Linked DNA regions of Anser cygnoides: all the other regions are linked to region 2. A link is a contact called in public Hi-C data. All regions are on one chromosome and are shown on one strand. The core of a region is the stretch at or near the end of the contact, and the rest is flanking DNA. Distances in the headings are between cores, read along the strand shown. Region 1 overlaps COQ8A (coenzyme Q8A). Region 2 overlaps XDH (xanthine dehydrogenase). Region 3 holds the start of LCLAT1 (lysocardiolipin acyltransferase 1).

What was found. Hi-C and Micro-C count contacts between places; a contact is called where the count stands out from the background.
Region 1: a Hi-C map of liver shows a contact between it and region 2, with 2.4 times the contacts expected there. The contact joins two enhancer-like sites. A contact is called at or near these places in 2 of 7 Hi-C or Micro-C datasets (both in liver).
Region 3: a contact with region 2 is called in a Hi-C map of liver, with 2.4 times the contacts expected there. The contact joins the promoter of LCLAT1 here to the enhancer-like site in region 2. A contact is called at or near these places in 2 of 7 Hi-C or Micro-C datasets (both in liver).

What each region holds. Positions count from the first base shown.
Region 1 is chr3:19,254,635-19,258,049 of Taihu_goose_T2T_genome, reverse strand. The region is part of intron 1 of COQ8A (coenzyme Q8A); the gene reads left to right. Among named protein-coding and RNA genes, the nearest start is that of COQ8A, 4.5 kb to the left of the region's middle. Within about 2 kb of position 1,914, at least 2 of the 3 cell types and tissues checked have open chromatin away from gene starts, as enhancers often do. A contact at or near this core is called in liver, where this site is marked.
Region 2 is chr3:18,983,659-18,987,078 of Taihu_goose_T2T_genome, reverse strand. It overlaps XDH (xanthine dehydrogenase), which reads left to right. Exons shown (of 38, transcript XM_048078421.2): 32 at 433-507; 33 at 1,454-1,506; 34 at 1,927-2,041; 35 at 2,755-2,820. Among named protein-coding and RNA genes, the nearest start is that of XDH, 41 kb to the left of the region's middle. Within about 2 kb of position 1,763, at least 2 of the 3 cell types and tissues checked have open chromatin away from gene starts, as enhancers often do. A contact at or near this core is called in liver, where this site is marked.
Region 3 is chr3:18,639,420-18,642,764 of Taihu_goose_T2T_genome, reverse strand. It overlaps LCLAT1 (lysocardiolipin acyltransferase 1), which reads right to left and starts at 1,591. Exons shown (of 6, transcript XM_048078411.2): 1 at 1,436-1,591; 2 at 1,213-1,318.

The sequences.
Region 1 (3,415 bases), core at 665-3,164, 270 kb before region 2:
GGACTGTGGCAGAGCTGTTATGTAGATGCTGATAGGCCATGCCCCCTTTCAGCACTGCGGTCACAGAACGGTGGAGGCTGGAAGGGACCTCTGGAGTTCGTCGGGTCCTACCGCCCTGCTCAAGCAGGGGCACCTAAAGCCCATTACACAGGACTATGTCCAGGCAGCTTCTGAAGACCTCCAAGGAGGGAGACTCCACAGCCTCAGGTGCCAGTGCTCGGTCACCTGCACAGTCGAGAAGTGCTTCCTAATGTTTAGGTGGAACCTCCTGTGTTCAGTTCTCCGCCCGTTGCCTCTTCTCCTGTCACTGAGCACCACTGAAAAGAGGTTATCTCTGCCTTCTTTGCACCTATATATCAGGCATTTATACACATTTATAAAATCCCTCCTAAGCCTCCTCTTCTCCAGGCTGAACACTCCCAGCTCTCTCAGCCTCTCCCTGTAGGACAGGCGGTTACTCCCCAGGTGCAGGACTTTGCAATTCTCCTTGTTGAACTTTGTGAGATCCTTGTGAGCACACCTTTTCAGCCTGTCCGGGTCCTGCAGGATGGCAGCATGACCTTCTGGTGAGTCAGTCCTTCCCCAGAGTTTTGTGTCCTCTGCAAATATAGAGGGGGGGCACTCTATCATATTGTCCAGGTTGTTAATGAAGGTGTTAAACAGGACTGGACCCAGTATTGACCCCTGGGGTACTCCACTTGTTCCTGGCCCCCAACTAGATGTGCCACTGGCCACTACCCCCTGGGCCCAGCTGTTCAGCCAGTTTTTGATCCAACTCCCTGCCTGCTCATCCAGCCCATACATCAACAGCTTCTCTATGGCTGTCTTATGGGGGACAGTGTCAAAAGCCTTACTGACGTCTAGGAAGGCATTATCCACTGCTCTCCTGGCACCCATCATCTGGTCATTTCAGTGCAGAACCTTACCAGGTTGGTCGAGCATAACTTCCCCCTGGTGAATGCATGCTGACTACACCTGGTGATTTTCTTCGTTTGTCTGGAAATGGTTTCATCACCTTTGCTTCCCTAAGGATTTTAAACTCCACCATTTCATGGTCACTGCAGCTGTGGCTGCCTTTGGCCTTCACATTCCCAACAAACACTTCCTTTTTAGTGAGAATTAGATCAATTCATGCCTTCTTGCAGCAGTCTCCTTTGCCTCTTCTTGCATCCTATAATTTTTTTCTTCTTACAGAAAGATTCTGACACAGCCAGAACAAGAAACATTACCAGCTCCTTAGCTATGTGAGCTCAGGGGGCTATGAATAGACTAGTATGTGTTGTAAGTTACTAAATTTGAACATAACCCTGGTCTCCTGGGCAATGTTGAAAGGCATGGGATCTGCATAGATATGCACACCTCCAGGATCAATAGTGGGAGGCCGAGGTGTTTGACCTGCTGTTCACAGTGATAACAGGGGTTATGTTCGGTGTGCAAGTCTGTGCCAGCCATAGATGAAAATGCGTAGTACCTCGTGCTGACTTTTTAAGTAGTGACTTAAGACATAGCGTGCGTGGTTCTGTCTCTGTCTGCAAAAAGGATTATAAGAAAAAGGTCATCTTATACCCGAGGAAGATAGATTTATAGTAAAGTTATAGGGTGTGTCTAGTTTTCCAAGAAAGTTATGATTCTAATCATATTTTTTTTATACCTTTGCTTGTTCATCATTTAATCCTTCAGATGTGTCTGTTAACAATATGTTGGTAAGATGCTGGCTATGAATCCTAGTTTCATTTTGCTCTATAGTGTTTTGTTGTTTTAAGTACACTTGAATTCTAGACCGTATGCTGTAAGGGGCGGTTTGCTTAGGAGAGAGCACTATTTCTCTTCCCAGCTCTGGCACTGACATGTTATGTAACTTTGGGTAAATTACTTGCTGACTTCCCTGTGTAATAGAGAACTTAGAAAACAGTCCCATTTCTGTAGCTCTTTGCGATGTACTAGTGAAGACTTGATACCTCTTTAAATGCAAGAGGAAAAGCTTTCATTTTCTCAAGAATATGGTCTTAAGTAATGGTGTGTTTTATTTGAAAGGAATCTCACTTGTTTGCGAGATGGAGCTTTTTATTGCTTTCCAGTTTCCAAATTGCATTCTGCATGCTTTAAGAAAAGTAAAACTTGAAATAAAAACAATTACAAAATGATAGTGTGTGTAGAAAAACAAAACAAAACAAAAACAACCCACAACTGCCAACTGATAGCCTCCCTCCTTCCTACTTGGCATTCAAGTTCAGAGCACGAGCTCCGCAGGGAGCCCTGTCGGTTGCCTGTGTGAAGCCTCACGCTATGAAGCCGTGCAGATCCCTGTGTATCAGGCAGGGCACCGAATGCAGTGGTCTCTTCTCTCCTAACTGATAAAGTGACTCGGAGAGCATAAAGCTACTCTGCAAACATGGACAGAGAGGTTTGTCATGTTTGTTTTCTGTTTGAAGTGCAAACATTTGGATTTGATCAGTAGAGCTTTAGTGTAACATTCTTGTAAATGCTCCAGGTTAGAGCTCTTGTACTGTGGAAAATTCGGTTTTTGAAGGGATGCTGTATAACAACACTGACAGAGGGATGTCTTGGAACTTGTTAACTGTGTCAATTGTGGTTTTGTCCAAGTTTGCCATAAAAACAAAAGTGTAAATCCAGCTTCTACTAGTTCAGTGTGTTAAATATATGCTTCAAATATGACATCTGCCCAAATCTAATGTTAACTTGTGTGTTTCAGTCATGCTCCATTTTTGTTTTAATGAACAATTGTCCATGCTGCTGGATAAAGGAGCCACATGCATAAAAACCAACTTTTTTCACAGTATTTTTGAGAATTATTCACATGATTAAAGCTACACTTGTGCTTACAGCTTTTGAGCTATATAGAGGATTATTATAAGTAGTGTCCAGTGCATAAAAAGGAGGGAAAAGCAACAACAAAACCCAGTAGCTTTGTGTGGCTGGAACTGAGTCAACTGTGGATGAAGATGACAGGCCCGCAGTAGCCCTCCGCTAGGGTTAATGGTCGGGATTAATGTGATTATTTGTGAAATTAATTCACGAGGAATAGATCATGTGAGGACTGCTGCTTTTGGTTGTATTACCTTGGTGGAGGAAGAGGGGACTGTAAATGCTGCTTTGCATCAGTGCTGGTTGAAATGGGGATTGGAAGAAACAGCCTCATAATTCCAGGATCAAAGGATAGTGGAGTAAAGTGTGTCACTTCTTACATCCAGAAACCCGCCTTTCTGAAAGGAAAAATGGTGAATGATGGGTAGTGGCTTGATAGCCCCTGCTTTGGAGAGTTTATACTCCAGTTAGAAAACCAAACTAGTGTCATCACAGCCACGATGCAACAGAGCAAGAAAGTGTGAAAATGGCATAAATCTTTCCTTGCCTGGATAGTGTATTTTAAAGACCTTAGAATGAGGTAAATGAA
Region 2 (3,420 bases), core at 514-3,013:
CTTGATTCAGTAGGTTGGGCTCTGCACAGCTTGATTCAATAAGTTGAATTTTGGCAAGAATATTTTTTCGGTGTTATTGGATCATCTTGCTGCATATGGCAATGTGTCCCACTGTGACTTGGTGCAGGTAAAGTTACTGCATAAAAAAATGGACTTTGGTGTTGTGTGCCATGGTCTGGCAAGTTCTGTGCTGTATTTGGGATTCTCTTCTGCTATCAGCAGAGACAATCTGTTTTAAAATCCTATTCAGTCAACATTTCTCCTACGCAGCGAGCCTTCTATTAGTGAACTTTGATCTGTTTTATGATATGCCAAAGTCCTGGAGGCAATATTGATTTAAACAGAAGGTTCTTTGAGACTAGTATTACTCTCTTAATACTATAGGCTGACTTTTCAAATCTTCTAATACTGCTTTTTGTTATTTGTTTTTAGAATGCATGTCAGACCATCTTAAAAAGACTTGATCCAATCAAACAGTCTAATCCGAAAGGATCCTGGGAAGATTGGGTAAGCTGTCTGTATATGTCATGAGACAGGTGGGCATTGTCACAGATTGTTTGCATTGGCAAACCCTGTTTATAAGTTATCTTCCAGGTCTGCATCTCACTAGCAAAGATTTGAGAAAGGACAGCAAAGCAGAAACCTGGCAAGGGAAGTAACCAAAGCCAGCAAGGGTTCATTCCCAAAACATCAGTTGTGACTTTAATATGGAGATTTCCCCAGATCCTGGGGCCTGCCTATGACAAACTTTACCAAATAAGTTTTGAGCGGTTACATATATCTATGTAGTCAAGCTCCAGTCCCAGACAGAAAGAAACCTAATTTGTAATGAAGGGATTCTGTGACAAAGATGACTTTGCTGAGTTACCCGCCACCTCCTATAGTGCTTCTTGGCTGTGATTTAGATAATTATAAATAACCTATAAAATATACCTATAACACCTATAAATAACTTATAACCTAAATAACTCTATAACGTCAATAATAAGAGATTGGTGTGCTGTAACACTCTAAAACTATTTTCAATTGTGAACTTTAAAGTTTTTTTTGTTTTTTTTTAATTTCAATAGAAGCTCCTCTTCAAAGGAGGAGCTTCGATTTTGTAATTTGGATGTCAGGACAGGATTTCTCCTGGCCTCAGTGAAGTCAAGGAGACTGATAGCTTAACCTTTGTCTCTGAGCTTGAAAGACTAATCTTGCTGAGAGACAAATAAATGAGTAAGTCTTACACCTCTACCACTATACCTTGGTAGCTGCTGACAAGGCTATCTGGGGAAGCAAGATGATGTTTCCCTTGGCAATGTTGGTGCTGGGTAGTGTCACAGCTGTCTGTCATTGGACACCTGTTCATGCTCTCCTTGCAATGTATTTGGGAATAATGTATTTGGGGTAGCTGTTTTTCCAGGCACTGGTTGGACAATGATTGTTTTCAATTTCTTATTCACTTTGGCAGATTAAAACCGCCTATCAGAACTGTGTTAGCCTGTCAGCCACGGGGTTTTATAGGTGAGTGAATATTCACACTACAGAGGCACAGTTCTTAGTTGCATCCAAGGAGATTCTGGGAGGATTTACAGCCCTAATCCCCCTGTCACTGCTCTAACCAAGGGCTGTATGCCCTTTGCTGCCTAGAATCATTGCAAATGACCTCCAAGAAATGTTCAACTACATTCAAAAAGCAAAGGATTTGCTACTGGATTTATGGCAATGAGTCCATAATACTCACCATAAGATCTGAGATTCACTGGAAAATAGCTAAAATAGTTTCAATAAGGTTTGGGAATACAGGGTAGCTTTAGGAGATTTCTATTTGTAGTTGTTTATGCTTTTCATTTCTGCATGGGTTTGATGGAGGAGGTAAAACACAAGTGAATAAAGATTTTAAGTTGTGGAATGAAATGTGGTTTTGTTTTTCTTTGTGTCAAGAATTCCTGATCTTGGCTACGATTTTGAAAAGAATGAAGGGAAGCCATTCTGCTACTTCAGTTACGGCGTTGCTTGCTCCGAGGTTGAAATAGATTGCCTGACAGGTGACCACAAGGTGAGGGGATCATCAGTGAAATAGCCTTTTTTTGTTTAGTTATAAGAAATGTTCACAGGGAGTTAGAACAAATAGTGGGTGTCAGCCTGTTCCTAGCTCAGTCATTGGTCCAGTGTGACCTTCACTGAATTTCTTAACTCCTGTGTTCCACAGTGCAACAGTCCATAAAGTATAATAAATTGAGAATTGTCTGACCTGCGGGGATATTAGGAGGCTTAATGAATGATTGCAAAAGTTATTGGATTTGCTTATGTAAGAGATATCAGCACTGTGTTAGCACAAAGGAACAGCAACATACCAGAACTGAGTTAATCATTAAAACTAACACTGGAATCTTTTAAGGATGAAAGAGGGAGAAGTGTGCTCACGAGAAAGAGGGGGGGGGGGGGGGGGGGGGGGGGGAGAGGGAGAGAAGACGATTCATTAGCATTTGGCCTAATTGGCTATGCTTAGGTACAGAGCACTGACACTGGCAGTTTTGATTAATGCAGATTGGGTCTGATGAATCTCCAGGGAAAACTTCAGTGAGTTCCTTTGTTTTACTTTAGAGATGAACTCCCTTTAAAAGATAGTATGAAGAATTGAGCTTGACATAGATTGTTGACCAGTGGCCAAGTATGGATAGTGGTGGATATATTGTGCCTCCTCATATAAAACCATTGTGTACAAGTTTCAATGTCTGTGCTGATTTATTCTTTATTTCTGTCTTTTAGAACATTCGCACAGACATTGTAATGGATGTTGGCACCAGTCTCAACCCAGCCATAGATATAGGACAGGTAAGTGAAATAGTGTCACTAATTTCACCATGTTAGTGTGATCACATTACCCTCAGGCTTTTCTAGATGAACCATTATCCAACTCCAGCTTGTACATTTACAAACAGAATATTTTAAACTTAAATTGGCTATCCAGAGATGCATTTTAAGAACATTATGAAAGTTTGACCCACAGTTAACTATGCAATAGGCACAAAATTTTGTAGTGAAATACCTTTTTATTAGTAGTAGTATTGGGCAGATATAAAGACTACAGGGTATTCTCCAGTTACTGCTACACCAATGCTTTTCAATGTATACCTCACCGAAGAAATTAATCCAGAGAATATTAATACAATGGAATAACCTCATCCCAGGACCAACTTCTGCTATGTGGCGTGTCTAGGCTAAATCCCACGCCCTGTTTCTATACTCCTATTGTCATTGTCAATTCCCATTTAATTCTGTGAATAAAGAGTTGGGGCAGTTAATTCTGTTCTCCAGCTACTGCTGTGCAGGGATCTCAATAGGAAGTTGGACTAGTTACTTAGCTTGCAAATTTTCAGGCAGGTACAAATGTACTTCTGTATTTTGTGCAGTAATAATCACAATGAAACTACC
Region 3 (3,345 bases), core at 342-2,841, 340 kb after region 2:
CCGCACAATGCAAACACGCCAGCTAGTTCCCAGTCCGTAGCTAATAAAACATTAAACCAGATTATGTAACTCAATATCGGACACAGAAATCTTGTCTGCCTTTTCTCAGCACCATGACCTGAAGAAACAAGTGAACAAGGGACAACCTTGAAAAAGACCATCAATGGAGAACAGGAGTAAGAAATATGGAAAGAAGAAACAGACAGGCATCATTAGAAGTACCTGCTGGAGAAGCAGAGACTCTGCAGGAACAGATGAAACACATGACAGCCCGTCACTTGAGCAAACAGAGAACGGATTTGTTGAATCAAGTAACCTTAACAGTGCTAAAATCCCCACTGAAGCTCTCTATTCTGAGTGTTAAAAAAACACTACAAAATCTGATGAGCCAACCAACGTTTCAGCGGTGTTCATTTTAAGACATACTTTGACTTTTCTACTTTTTAATCCTAGTTTCCCCATTTTGTAACAAAGAAAAACAAATAGATTCTTTTTTTTTTCCATGTTACTGCAAAATAAGCTTGTGCTTGATAAAGACTAAAACATCGCCAGAGTAAATACTACTGAAAAGTCTAAGTGTCCAAAAGCAGAGATTAGGCGGTGTCTTTAAAAGAAGGAACATCTCCTATGGAGATGCTTAGCAATCAATAAGCAAAATACGCAACCCATTATGTAAGCACACCCCACTTAATAAACTAGGTTAAGTACGGCTTAAAAATAATTACATCCAAGAATGGTATCGCAGTGAATATGCATAAGAACCAAAGCAAGGCTGCACACGTAGTTTAACTCTAGCGTTTATTTCTGGTACCCAGCTTTCTGCAGCCAGTTAAGTTCTCAGCAGTTTGGCTGTCACAAGTTACAGACCTTGTTCTGATCCTCATCCCGCACTTCTGGCACATGGGACATTTGGGTCAAAGTTTAGTTTTGCTACAGAGTAAATCTAGCCGAGATAGCAGCACGCACGGCATCACCAATGGGAGAAGTGACAAGAGGCACGGCGACTAGGGAAAACCACAGGAGTATGGTTGGAAAAAAAAAAATGAAACAAATCTACACAGAACTTTACTGTAATCTTCTACAGAAGTCTACACTGACTCTGCTTTCTTAAGAAGGACAGATGCTAAGGATGAGAGTATAACAACAATCATGCGACTGTCCCTTTAGATATAACAGAATTAAAGGTACTGAAGCCAAGGTTTCGTGACGTACACTTTTCACACAGCGTGTTCCCAGACGATCTCAGGCACTCCCCTGCGGCGTGTCCCCGCCCGGCATCTCCGCGGCTCGCAGCCCTCCTACAACGCTCCGGCCATGCCTGGGGAGGAAGGGCAGCAGGTAAGGCCGGGCCCCACCGAACGAGCCCCGTGGCTGCAGCCCCGCCGCCCTCGGCCACCGCAACCCACCCGAAAGAGCCCCCGGGGCCCGGCCTCACCTGAGGGGAGGCGGCGCCGCGCCGGGAGCAGCCCCCGCCCGCTCACAGGGCCGCCGGTGCGCGGACCGCGGCCGCACCAGCGCCCAGCGCCGCCATGGCCGCCGCCATCTTGGCGCTGCCAGCAGCGACCTCCGACCCCCCCCCGATCTCTTCCGGTCGCGGCTGTCAAGGCGTTGCCATGGCGGCGCTCCCGCGCCCGGCCTCCCTTAAAGGGGCTGCGGGCGGTGTCCCGCAGGCCCCAAAGCTGCTCTGCCTGCCGGCGTATAGCGAAGCATATGCAGTTTTCAGCCACATTTTGCAACAGTTTGATCAAAATGACAGGAATTCGCATTGCACAACCTCTCCTCTGCCCTCCTTCCTACCCCTGCCAGGCCTTTCCTCCCCAAAACAGGACTGCCAACGGCCGTTGGGTGACAGGGCCTTCTGGTGCAGGGCTGTGAGGAACTCAGTAATAACAATAACAACAATAATAACAATACAATCATCTTCATTCCGTTATTAGCTATAAAGTGCGACAGCTAGTCAGCCCAAGAGTGCTGTGTTGTGGGCAAAGTACCCTATTGCTGCTAGCAACGGGTTTTCTCGTAAAATTGTCAGGCAGGCAGGAAAGAAAGCAGCAGCAAACAGCCGTGGAATGATTTCCAGTGCTGTTAGGGCAGGCCTGGGGGTGGTTAGTCCGAATTCTCTCTGAAACTGGCAATATTTTCAGCTTTATTGCACTGAACTTTACAGCTGCGCGTTGTTGACTCAGTTAACCCTTTTATACTCTTTCCACGTACATGTTTTTACAAGGTGAACACATCTGGGGAAACCCTCAACCCAAGAAAGAAAACTCCAGGAGGTTTAAAGTGAAGTTTTATGCTTTTTTAAAACCAAGCCAAGCCCGTGTCCTGCTCAATGGAGCTGCTGGATTAGGGCCAAAGTGATCTGGGTTCTCTTTCTGACCCCTTAACCATTTCCTGTGCATGGCAAACACATCCCTTGGCAAACCTGTAAAGTTCAAGTACCACAGAAAAACCTGACCCCATAACCGTTTTGAGATATATTGCCCCATAGCCACTCCACTGGTGGGATCCCTGTTTTCTGCTGTAGGTAATATTGAGGCCAACATCAGCTCTTTGGAAGCATCTATCATCATCATTCATTGAGAGTGCATTGCCTTAATAAGTACCCTTGTGGAGTTGAAAATCATTCATCAATTTGGTCAATATTGGAAATAAAAAATTAGTGAATGAATGTTCCAGGAATCTCATCCTAAAAATGTTGGAAATTCCATTGTCATACCTTTTTTTGTAAAGCTAAAGATTTAAATTGATACAATACTCAACTGAATTCTCAGAGTACTTTAAATCCATATCCAAAAGCCTCTCCTTCAAACCACCTACAGTTTCAAAAGATTCCTCAACCCTTCATCTTCTTACTATTGCGTTGGGCCAGGGCTTCCCCTCACTGCTAGAGACTTTCATTAACCAGTTTGTCAGCCTCTCAGATGAATAGAATGGTCTTTCTGTTGGTTATCACCATATTGTCCCTCCAGAAAGGTTCTGTCAAAAAGGTCAGACAGTCAAAAGACCAAATGAAGTACCTCTATACCAATGCACACAGCACGAATACCAAACAGGAGGAGCTGGTAGCCACTGCCCAGCTAGAAAACTATGACATGATTGCTGTCACAGAAACTTAGTGGGATGAAAAACAAACAAACAAACAAAACTGGGGGGGGGGGGGGGGGGGGGGGATTGATTGAATGGAGCTGTCTTTGAAGAACAGCAATGCATAGGTTGAGAGTTTACATGTAAAAATTAAGAGACCAAACCAACACAGGAAACTTAATGGTTGGTGTCTTCTACAGGCCACCCGATCAAGGAGGGGATATTGAGGAAGAGCTATTTTTTCAGCTACAGGAAGCA